Linked DNA regions of Triticum aestivum: region 1 is linked to region 2. Evidence: chromatin contacts called from public Hi-C data. All regions are on one chromosome and are shown on one strand. The core of a region is the stretch at or near the end of the contact, and the rest is flanking DNA. Distances in the headings are between cores, read along the strand shown. Region 1 holds the start of LOC100049034 (protein SGT1 homolog). Region 2 holds the start of LOC123078606 (neutral ceramidase).

The links. Hi-C and Micro-C count contacts between places; a contact is called where the count stands out from the background.
Region 1: a Hi-C map of leaf shows a contact between it and region 2, with 4 times the contacts expected there. The contact joins the promoter of LOC100049034 here to the promoter of LOC123078606 in region 2. A contact is called at or near these places in 2 of 5 Hi-C or Micro-C datasets (both in leaf).

Annotation. Positions count from the first base shown.
Region 1 is chr3D:315,138,086-315,144,133 of IWGSC CS RefSeq v2.1, reverse strand. LOC100049034 (protein SGT1 homolog) reads right to left here and starts at 2,409. Exons shown (of 10, transcript XM_044501173.1): 1 at 2,085-2,409. The coding sequence starts at 2,256.
Region 2 is chr3D:314,893,716-314,900,003 of IWGSC CS RefSeq v2.1, reverse strand. LOC123078606 (neutral ceramidase) reads left to right here and starts at 2,988. Exons shown (of 10, transcript XM_044501171.1): 1 at 2,988-3,325; 2 at 4,084-4,507; 3 at 4,937-5,145; 4 at 5,596-5,964; 5 at 6,071-6,288. The coding sequence starts at 4,161.

The DNA.
Region 1 (6,048 bases), core at 1,160-3,659, 240 kb before region 2:
CCAAGAAGAACACTTGAGACTAAGAGAGACACTCAATCATGAGTTATGATCATAGGAAATAATATGAATGTGAGAGGATAATGCTTAAAATAAACAAACTATATTTGTAAATATAGTGAATGGCTAATTGAGCTTACATGATCTTTCATGATGGATAGTTAAATAATATTCGGGGCTAAAGTTTACAAAATGAGTTCAACTGGTAATTAAGAACTGAAATGACATTGTACTCATACATGGATGGTGTGGCACTAACATTTTGAACATTCTAGACGTAAAAGGGCAAACAAATAAGCCACATGGCAAGTTTTGAGTTTGACAAAGAGCAGACCAAGGCTTCATTAATATGTAACAACAAGGAAACAACTATAGATCACTGACAAACAGGGATTAGGTGCTAAGAAATTCTGCAAAGTACAGAAACATAGTTATGAATCATAAGTATTACTCCATGCACAACAATGTACCTCTTGAATCTACAGATGTCACTATTATATCTTTTCCTTCATATAATCTACAGATTTCACTATTATATCTTTTCCTTCATAGATAGAGTAGAACAATTGTTTAATGCTATTACTACAATTAGGAGCACAAGGCTTCCACCAAGTCAGAAACATAGATATCCAGACCTCACTATGCAGGGAATCAAATTAGCTTTTAGTTCTCAATTTATGAAGCATTCGAACAAATAACCTCACACAGAGAAAAATTTACATACGATTTTACGATAGTTAGTTAATGTGATGTGATTTCTAGTATATCAAGCAGTGGCTTGTAGCTGCCTGAATAACATTTTTACACAGGCAACATAGGGATACTTTGATTATCACAAAGAAATGTACCATTGATTACAAATTGTTGCCAAAAACAGGGTTTTTTTCAAAGGCAGTCGTTGTTCATGGCATTGTTCATGGCACTAGGCTGAAGAGGAAGGTCCTCACCTCCTTGGCCATGCTAGGACACAGTATCTAACTTCAGGAGGATAGCATGTATTCCATATCCTCATAAATTGAGGAAATAGGCAAATATTTTGCCTCTGCTTAACAATAACTTTTTCCAAGGGCACTTCTATGAGGAAAACAAAAGCACGCACCTTAAGAAAAAATCCATATTATCATACAACAGCTCTACATTTGGATGGCATTTTACTTTACATCATGAGGACAGAAATGGAGTTCTATGCAACAATTCAATGATACATGGAACAAGTAATAAAACAAGATGTGCAAACAACCAAATACTGAACTGCAAGATAGCAAAATAACAATACTCCAATGATGATACTACCCAGATTCTTTATGGTGGTTAAGTGCCTCAGAGTTGATATAAATATAACACTTTACATGCCACCACATTAGATCTCCTTCCTTTTCAAGGTTAGGCTAAAGGCTGTGATGTAAGAACAGAAATCAACAACATAACAACCAGAGATCAAACAACCCAGAATCTCAACGTTAGCACCCGTTTTGACTAATTTCACCAACATATATGAGCAAAAAGCAAGCAATAACTGTAGCAACTCAACAAGTGCATACCTTCTTTGGGCGCAAGTCATGTAATGACTATACTAAACACGCTGCAATGCTATTCTACCCCATTATGTTCCCTCGCCTATGCAAACTGGAAGTCAACCCTAACTGTAAATGAGATTAGGGATTCAACACACTTGTACGTCAACACCTGCACACACACACAAGCTATGTGTGCTGACACTAACGAACCAGACTTATTTCACACAAATCAGAGCAACCCCCAACGGAGCCCATCTTTGACCGACCGACACTTGGGCGCACCACACAGGTAACGTAAGGATTCGGAACGAAAACAAAACGAGCTTATTAGGGCCTAACTCGCCGCTCGAACTCCATAACTAACCTAGAACCGCACCGGCAACGCAACAAGCGACGGTGAATCGAACTCATCTGCTCCCAGAACCACACGCAAACATCTCATAGGGGGGCCTAGAGAGCCTAGCGATTCCATCCACATCCACGCGGGAAATCATGACAGGGTTCGGCATAAGCAAACGAATCGAGCCGCAGGGGCGGGGGGGCGAGGAGGGGAAGGCGGGAAACACGCACCAGTGTAACTGCCCAGCTTGATGTGCGCCTGGGCTCGGTCGGCGTAGAGTTCCGCGGTGGCCGGCCCCGCCTCAATGGCCTGGGTGTAGAGCTCGGCGGCCAGCTCGAAGTCGTCGTCGACGAAGGCCTCCTTGGCCTTGCTCTCCAGATCCGACGCGGCGGCGGCGGCCATGTCTGCGTCGAGGTGGAGAAGACCAGACGAAGACTTTGGGAGAGGTGAATAGAGATCGACGGTATTTGGTGGGGAGGGGATGGATGGATCCAAGCAAGGGACTGATTGGATTGGATTGAGCAGCGTGCGGTTAAACGGCCTCTTAAGGGCCCGTGGGGCTGTTTCTAGAGTGTTCCGGGGGCAGGGCCGGCCAGCCAGGCCGAGGGGGGGATTGCAGTTGCAGTGCATGGCAAGTTCTCCGTCTTTTGTTTTTTGCTTTTCCTCCTCTCTTTTCCTTTCCTTTCCTTTCTGTCTTTTGTGCGGATCAAGCCTAATTGTTTTGCTTTTGGGACCCAGGAAGTTTCACGAATCATCATTGCTTGATTAGGGCATGAACAATGGTGGCATCACCTAGTGCTGCCCCAAAACCTCCACATCATCACAACAAAAATGAGACTGCGATTCGGTTTTCATTCAATTTAACCGATAGCCTTGTGACGTGAGCTAGCCTCTTCTCACTTCCCATCTTTTTCTCGCCATAGCACATGGACTTTATCTTTTCTTCTTCCACACACTCTCCCTCTCTCCCAAGAGCAACGCATGCACTACCACATTTGTCCATGGACCACACTCTCACTCCCTCAAGCTGCTACCTCCTCTGCAAGCTGCACCTGAGCTCTGCAAGCTAATGTCTTTTTCTCCTCTCTCCTCCACGGCAGCTCTCCTCCGACGTGGACCTGCGGGGCAGCTGTCCAGCGTGGGGCGTTGGTCATGCCCTTAGCCTCTTGCTATGGGGTTAAGGGGGTGACTTTTTGATCTTGGTGTCTGATATCGTGATTAAGGAGTAAGAAGGTTGTCATCGGCGCCATGTGCAGTCGTTGGCTTGTGCTGTTGTGCGTCGTCAATGGAGATTAGAATATGATGTTGGATTGATGGTACTAAACGCTGCATGGCATCTTCGCATGCTAGGTACCGTCATAACTCAAGCAACATGGAGATGAGAATAGACATGGGTGAGCTTGTTAGAAGATTACATCATCGACAACGGAACCTCTCAATACCCGCTCTCAAGCGCTCGGACGGACTGTCCGGTCAGTGACCGGGCCAAAAATTGCCACCCAACCGGACACCTCAGAGCCACCCTAAACGCCCGGACTGACCGGTGGATATGGGGAGGCCCGAATGCGACCGGACATGCCCGTCACGTAGGCCTGGTCTATGGCTCGCGCCGCCTCCATCTGTCCCCATAAAAAACCCAGCCGACGAACCCTAGCCTCACTCCACTTGTCCGCTTCGCTCCTCTTCCAGTATGTTCCCTTTCTCGCTCGCCCCGCTTCTCTCCCCTCGCCATGGATTCCGCGAGCTCATCGGACGAGGAGGAGCTCGCGCTCCGCATTGTTCTCCTACGTTCGCAGGTGGACTGGGGCAGGAGCTCCTCCTCGTCGGCAATGAGCTCGTCGTCGGTGGGTGGCTCCTCGTCCGTCGCGCCCCGAACGCGCCTGATGCGCTCCTTGTCATGTTAGGCCAGGCATCACGGCCGGCATCGCCGCCCCGTCACCGCCATGAGCTGCCCCTCCTGGTAGCCAATGGGTACTGGTGGTCCGGTGCCGGCACCACCCAGCCCACAGCCGCGGCTACGCCAGCCGGAGACGAAGTGTTGCGCTTATCGGATGGCGATGAGGGCAGCGGCGCAAGCGTCTAGCTCCGCTAAATTTGCGTCGGAGGCGCTGCCGCCCGCCCCCGACAACAATGAGGCGCTCCACCTTTCTATCCGCCAATCTTACACGTCGGTGGAGCCGGACGGCCCCTACCGGCGTCCCAAGAACGATGTGATGCTCTAGCTCAACAGAGTCCGAGGTGGCGGACAAAGCCGCCGGTCTTGCGGCGGAGCAGAATCGCGCCCCCGATGCATGGCAGTCTACATGAGCTCTGTCTCCAACGACAACAAACGGCACGACGACGGACGACTACGACGCCTCGCCTGCCGCCGACGCGTACATGGAGGACCAAAGCCGAGACCGCAAGGGGAAGGAGTCGGCGATGCAGTGGTGAACTCCGACCGACCCCCGCCCCTATGTTTTAATTAGTTGTTTAATGTTTATTTTAGCTTAACGGCTTAAGTTTGACGAGCTCGGGCCTTTTGGTGAACTAAATATATGGCAAATGTCAGATTTATTATGTTTTATGCATTGTCATATGGATCTACGTATGTTGCATGGCTGGTATGAATTTGGGTACCAAATTTAGGTAATCGCGGTTGTGGAGCAACCATTTTAGTCATTGTCCGGTCGATGACAGCGGACACGACCGGGCGCGCCCGCCGGCATATAGGTCGCCATATTAGGTAATCAGGATTGTATATGCTCTTTATGATTTGAGCTTGAAATGTAGCATTCAACTTGGAAATAGATTTTCAAATGTAGCTTTTTACTCCCCTTGCAAACGACAATGCTTAATGGAGGATGAGCTCCATGGAGCTCTTTATTTTGGAAATTTTGAAGTTTAAATAAAATTCTAAAACAAGTAGGCATTTACCGTTAAGTTTAATCCAGAAAAACATGATAGTGAAGATAATCGAGACAAACAACAAATTGTTGAAACTAGTCATGCAACCGAAATCATAAAGAAAAGACATCATATTTATATTGATTGGTACTAGTAGTACTCCAAACACTAACCCTAACATAGAGGATAACATGACATATGGAGTAGCAGAAGCGGAAGCAGATGCGCCGTTCGTCATGTCGTTGAAGAGGTTGTCGACGTCGGGGAAGAAGTCGTCATTGGGGAACTCGTCATCGATCGCAGCCACGATGATCAAGGATCCAACAGTCACACGGAAGCGCTCCCCAAAAACCTGATCACCCCTCTCCCGTACCAGATCACAAGAGGCGGAGTTTCGGAGGCCTTTGTCTCACTCCACGGTGCACGTCGGGACGGGATATGGGAAAGAGATAAGCAGTGCAATGTTCTGAAACAAGGTGATGTGTTATGTGTCTCGTGGGGAAGAGGAGCCGCCTCTTATAGGCGTGACGAGATGAAGCTCAAAATGAACGCACTAATTCCCACTAACGAGAGGAGAAACAGACGCACTAAAAATCCTATTAAGTAGTCAGTTTCGCCTTCCATTAGTAGGCCAATCGTTTTAACTTCTTGCATGAAAAAAATATGCTAGCACGCACATAATGAAGAAACCAACATACTAATGGAGAAATAAAACCGAAACCAAAACATTGATGCCAACCATTTGGTTTCATTTTCCACGAGCACAAAAAATGCTATCATGCATGAACGTGCCACATGGGCCTATGGGATTTTCGTAGAAATTATTGAATATAACAGATGGTCTAAATCCCAATAATTCTAACAATCTCCCACCAGATCCCAGAGGCACATTAAGTTTATTCAGATTCAACCAGGGGACGTCCTTATTCAGACTGAATATGTTTATTCAGATTCAAGAGACAACAAACCTATTGAATTTTTATCTTTTCTAATCAACACTTCACCATAGTATGTCTTTAGTTCATTCTCAGTTTTCTTTTGCAATTTTTGGTTGATGATTAATGCCATGATGATCTTGACAGTAGCTCTTCAGGGGCTAATTAAGTATTCACAATGTTCTTAATCATGTGTGTATCAGGCATTATCTCAATGTGGCGATGAAGATTAAGAGATGCATTGCTTCCTTTCTCACTCAAGAACTTTTTTATAAGAACAAAAATCGAACAAAAGAAATTGAAGAACGAGGTACAATTATTTTCTTATCCTCCATGTTTTACTGCTTGAGCTTGATTTGTAGGTGTGCTTTTA
Region 2 (6,288 bases), core at 1,739-4,238:
ATGTGATTTGGAATCGGGGTCCTGACATACGTCTCCAACGTATCTATAATTTTTTATTGTTCCGTGCTGTTATATTATCAATCTTGGACGTTTTATAACCATTTTATAGTCATTTTATATCATTTTCTGGTACTAACCTATTGACATAGTGCCAAGTGTCAGTTGCTGTTTTCTGCATGTTTTTTACATCGCAGGAAATCAATATCAAATGAAGTTCAAATGCAACGAAACTTTACGGAGATTTTTTATGGACCAGAAGACACCTAATGGGCCAAGGCTGCGCCTGGGGGTGCTCCGATGAGAGACAACCCACCAGGGCGCGCCAGGAGGCCCAGGCGCGCCCTGGTGGGTTGTGCCCACCTCGGGTGCCCCCCGGACTGCCTCTTTGCTCTCTAAATACCCCAATATTTCAGAAACCCTAAAAGCGTCGACGAAAATCAATTTCAGCCGCCACAGAGTCCAGAACCACCGGATCCAATCTAGACTCCATCTCGGATGGGGTTCACCACCTCCATTGGTGCCTCTCCGATGATGCGTGAGTAGTTCTTTGTAGACCTTCGGGTCCGTAGTTAATAGCTAGATGGCTTCCTCTCTCTCTCTCTCGCTAAATTCTCAATACAATGGTCTCTTGGAGATCCATATGATGTAACTCTTTTTGCGGTGTGTTTGTTGGGATTGATGAACTTTGATTTTATGATCAGATCTATCTTTTTATATCCATGAAAGTATTTGAGTTTCTTTGATCTCTTTTATGCATGATTGCTTATAGCCTCGTATTTCTTCTTCGATATTTGAGTTTTGTTTGGCCGACTTGATCAATTTATCTTGCAATGGAAAGAGGTGCTTTGTAGTGGGTTCGATCTTACGGTGCTTGATCCCAGTGACAGAAGGGGAACTGACACGTATGTATCGTTGCTACTAAGGATAAAATGATGGGGTCTATCTCTACATAGATAGATCTTGTCTACATCATGTCATCGTTCATATTGTATTACTCCGTTTCTCCATGAACTTAATACACTAGATGCATGATGGATAGCGGTCGATGTGTGAAGTAATAGTAGTAGATGCAGGCAGGAGTCGGTCAACTAATCTTGGACGTGATGCCTATGTAATGATCATTGCCTGGATATCATCATGATTATTTGAAGTTCTATCAATTGCCCAACAGTAATTTGTTCACCCACCGTTTGCTATTTTTCTCGAGAGAAGCCACTAGTGAAACCTACGGCCCCCGGATCTCTTTCTCATATTATTTGCCTTCACGATCTATTTTCCTTTGCTTTTATTTTCAGATCTATTAAACCAAAAATACAAAAATATCTTGCTGCGTTTTATTCTTATTTATTTTATTTGGCGTTCTATCTATCAATCTACTACAATTTTATTCACGTCCGTTTGCCCATCTTGGGGCCCCGCTACTCGAAAGGGATTGACAACCCCTTTTACACGTCGGGTTGCGAGAAGTTGTTATTTGTGTGCAGGTGTTGTTTACGTTGTGTTGTTTGGTTCGATAACCTTGGTTTCACATCCGAAGGAAATACCTACCGCTGCTGTGCTGCATCATCCCTTCCTCTTTGGGGAAATACCGACGTAGCTTCAAACCGCATCACCTGCTGCCACCAAGGACCGTGGCGGTAGGTAGTTACTATGACAATAGAAAAAAATGCCAGATCATGATTTTTTTGGAACTAGGGTCAGATTGTGCTAAACGTTGTCAAAAGGGTCAGAACAATGATTTCGGCCCAATGCCTAATCTACATCTGGTGACGTGGGCTAGCGATATTCTAGACCCGATGTTCTGCAGCAAGTAACGAGCGGCGATAGCCGTCTCAGTAATGTGGGCCATTTGGAGTAGCCGGAATAAGTATACTCATGATGAGATCAAGTTTCAGCCGATTCGTTTGATGGTGCTTATTCAAGAGATGATCCATGCACTTGATATTCCAACAAGTGCAGTTGTAGTGCAAAAACCAAGAGAAGGTTGGAACCCACAATATGTAGGCTGGGTGAAAATTAACACCGATGGAGCGGTGGATGCAGTAGAGTTGTGTTCGGGAGCGGGTGTTGTTGTCGGGAACCACACTGGGCAGTTTTTAGCTAGAAGAATGTGCAAATTTCAAAGTGTGACGATCCCTGTCTCAGTGAACTGCTAGCACTTAGAGAGCCTGGCAGCCTCTCTCGCGATACAAAAGGGATGGCAGAAAGTCCTCATTGAAACAGATTGTTAGATAATCCGGGGTGAATGGAAGGATGGTTCGTTTAGGTCCAATGAAGGCCATATACTTAGAGAGATCCAGTTACTTCTCTCAAACTTGCAAGAATTCGATATTACCTACGCTTGAAGAGGCGCCAAGGAGGTAGCTCATACATGTGCTAAGAAAGCTTTAGTCAGTGGATTGACTGTAGAATCTGTTGATGTAATTCATGCTTTTTTTGACTGCCGTTGTGCAGTCTGATGTTGTCCGCAAAACTTTGAATAAATTGCCTTGAATGGTGGTTCTAAAAAAAATCGGCCCAGCTGTACATGTGGCCGTACCCAGGCGTCTTTGTCTTGTCCAGACCTGCCTACCAAACGGACCGAATTCATGAGACCATAAACCCGTACAAGACACCCATTAATGCCTCCTAGTTCCGAACTCCGGCTTCATTTAGTAAAGCATTCTATCGTCTGCCAAACGATGGGATGGACCATATGAGTCAGATCTACCTACCAGATCTGCCAGACGATGACAACTACAGATCGACGGATACGGCATGTTGCAACAGCTTCAGATGTGGCCATCTACCAGCTTCTATACAAATTTCTTCAACAATAAGTTCAGGTGTGAACCGCCGGTAAAACCCGGTCAGGTGGTCACGCGAAAAAGCGCAAAGCCGGTGGCCGGAGCCGCACTTTCCTTCGGGCCTCCCCCACCATCACCATAGTACCAGTATACCCCACCGCGCATCTACCGGCCCGCCCTTTCCGAGCCGTGGCTTGGACGCCACACCCTGTCCGTCGCCGTCTTCGCCACTCCGCCCCTGTCTCCACTGCATCCTCCTTCTCATTCCGCCTGTCTCCCTCACCGCTCACCAGATTTGATCGACAGCGCCTTGGTACTACTACTACTAGTAGTATTAGTAAACTCCTCTTATCCAGTGAGCCACGACTACAAGGCAGTGGCACCCTGCTCTTGGAGTTCCCAATCGATCGCGTCGCGTCTCGTCTGCGCTTGGCGTGGGTTTAATAAATAAACGGCGACGGAGGCGACCAGCCAGCGCAGCAGCAGCAACTGAAGCCGCCGGGGTTCCCACTTCCCAGTTGAGATTCGCCATTCGCATGGTGAGTTCGCTTGCTCAGGCCTCCTCCCCCTTCCTTCCAGCCAGGTCGCGTCGCTTGTTCGTTTCTTTTTTATCTGCCGACGTGTGGCTAATTGGACGCGTTTCGCTGGATCAGGCTTTATATTGCGTAATTGTGCCAGGGTTTGAGTGTGGTTCCTGCGGATTTGAGGTTAATTTTGTGCTCCGGTTGGGTTGGGTTGGGTTGGGTTGGGTTGTGATTTTGTCTTGGCGTTCCTGCCAGTGCCCCAGACTGTCACACTGAAAGTGTTGCTTGTTTGGTGAGAGAGTGGCCGCAACCCGTGTCGCTTTGCTGCGGCTTTGCTTGTGGGATTTGGCTTAGTTTGGACGTTACAGGGGGTTGCTTGTCTTGTGAGAGACGCGGCCTTGACGTGCGGTCGCGTTGGTAGGCAATCCCCATTTCATGGATTTAATAGGGTGCGTCGTCGACCTGGTGATTTAGAAGCAAGTTTAAATGGTGTAATTATCCTACGATCTGCCCTACTATATGTGTGCCATGCTCTTGTAGCTTCTGCCGTGACAATGTCGAGGAATCCATATGTCAGTCAACATAAGTTTCTTCATGCTCAATAGGTCTCGCCTGCTCATAATGTGTTCATGTAAAGGAACACAGTGAAATTGTGTTGCCACTGTTTATTTATTTTATTAGAAGCCCTTCTTGGACAGTTTACACCATTTCCCCTTGCATCATTATGATAGAATGTTCGCCTATTTTGTAACAGGCTCTCTTCTCTTTTGCAGTGTACACTTAATCTGTTCTTCTCTGGAGATTTTGGACTTGCATGAGTTGATCAACAACTCCATTCCCCTGGTTCCTGATGGAGGCATCATCTTGCTTGCTCTATCAAGTCCGTGGTTTTGGTTCGTTCAGGATATGGCTATGTCTTCTTTTACTTCTCGTCCTTCAGAATTGCAGCCCGGTGCTCTCCGACTCTCCATATTTGGTCGGCATGGGGAGCTATGACATAACAGGGCCCGCAGCAGATGTTAACATGATGGGATATGCAAATACTGAGCAGATTGCATCAGGAATTCACTTCAGGCTAAAGTCACGCGCGTTTATTGTTGCTGAGCCTAATGGAAAGCGTGTTGTCTTTGTGAATCTGGATGCTTGCATGGCATCACAGCTTGTGAATATAAAGGTGCTCGAAAGGCTAAAAGCAAGGTAAGAGCTCACTTCTATTGTATTTTTACTTATCAGAAAATCCTGAAATGTAGGTTTCAACTCTCTGTGTGATGTCTCTTCCTAGAGTGTGCTTAAGGTTGCCTGGTTACATCATCCTTGGCTCATTTATCTCTCTTGAAATATTAGTTCATTATGAAGTTATCTTCTTACTTGTACCCGATTTATTTTCTTGATTATGTTAAGCCACCATTAACTGCTGATATTGTTCTGCACATTATTTAGATTATTGAACTGAGGCAGTGCCACTTTAGCCATTTCACATTGCACATACATACTGTACAAAGTGACTCAGTGACTTTATTTGAGGTCTTATACTGTAATCTGCTTGGTCTACTTCTCAATAAAACTGTAGATTCTGCCTTGCATGCTCATAAAGTTGGGTTGACTTGGCAAACCTCAATTTGGCAGGTATGGTGATCTTTATAATGAGAATAACGTGGCTATCAGTGGGATCCATACCCATGCTGGGCCTGGAGGTTATCTGCAGTATGTAGTCTATATTGTCACTTCTCTTGGGTTTGTTCGTCAGTCATTTGATGTAATTGTCGATGGGATTGAGAAAAGCATTGTTGAAGCTCATAACAACCTCCATCCTGGGAAGATCTATGTGAATAAAGGTATGAAACTATTTGCACTGTCTTGGACTAATGTGTTACCAAACTACCATTTATCTTGATCTCACACATCTAATTAAAATACATTCGATGGGTAGTATTTGGAGTGTCATCCACTTCACTCTATAATGTCATTTAGTTTCAGTTTGGTCTTTAGATGTTCCTTGAAGTCTGGCTACAATCTTATTTCTCGCTACTGCAGCTATATAATACTCCCTCCGTCCCAAAATAAGTGTCTCAAACTTAGTACAACTTTGTACTAAACCAAGTACAAAGTTCAGACATTTATTTTGGGACGGAGGGAGTAATAAATGCCCCAGAGTATAATTTTGCATGTTCTATTCCCCGTATGCTGCCTGCGTTTTTCTCTCTGTGTGGTCTTGTGATGCTGGCTAATCTTAGATTTAGCTGTTGCAAAGATTTCGTTATCAATCTCTGAAGCTTGATTTTCAGGTGACCTTCTTGATGCTGGTGTGAATCGCAGCCCGAGCGCATACCTGAATAACCCTGCTGAAGAGAGAAGCAAATACAAATACAATGTTGATAAAGAAATGACCCTTGTTAAGTTTGTAGATGATGAATCGGGTCCAGTTGGAAGTTTTAATTGGTTTGCGACTCACGGAACATCAATGAGTCGCACAAATTCTTTGATAAGTGGTGATAACAAAGGAGCAGCTGCACGTTTCATGGAAGACTGGGCTGAAAAGAATGGCCTTCCAAAGCAGACAGGTGTTGCAAGTTCTGATGATCTTGGATTTTTGCACATGACATCTGTACTTCCGAGAAGAGTCTCTACAATAATACCAGAACCGGATGAGATAAGTATGTTACATGCTACATGATTCTTGCATTGTTTATATAGTGTATTGGAATGAAACATATTAGGTTGTGCATAAACCTGATTATTTTCTCCATTGCTTTTGTTCAGCTGACGACTTAATGCAATTGGCATCATCCTACGAGGCATCGGGTGGAAGACGGTTGGCAGGTTCAAATATCACTAGACGCATTAGAAGTTCTCAAGAAAACAATGCGAAATTTGTTTCCGCGTTTTGCCAGTCAAACTGTGGAGATGTTAGTCCAAATGTCCTGGGGACGTTTTGCATAGATACCCATCTTCCTTGTGACTTCAATCACAGCACATGT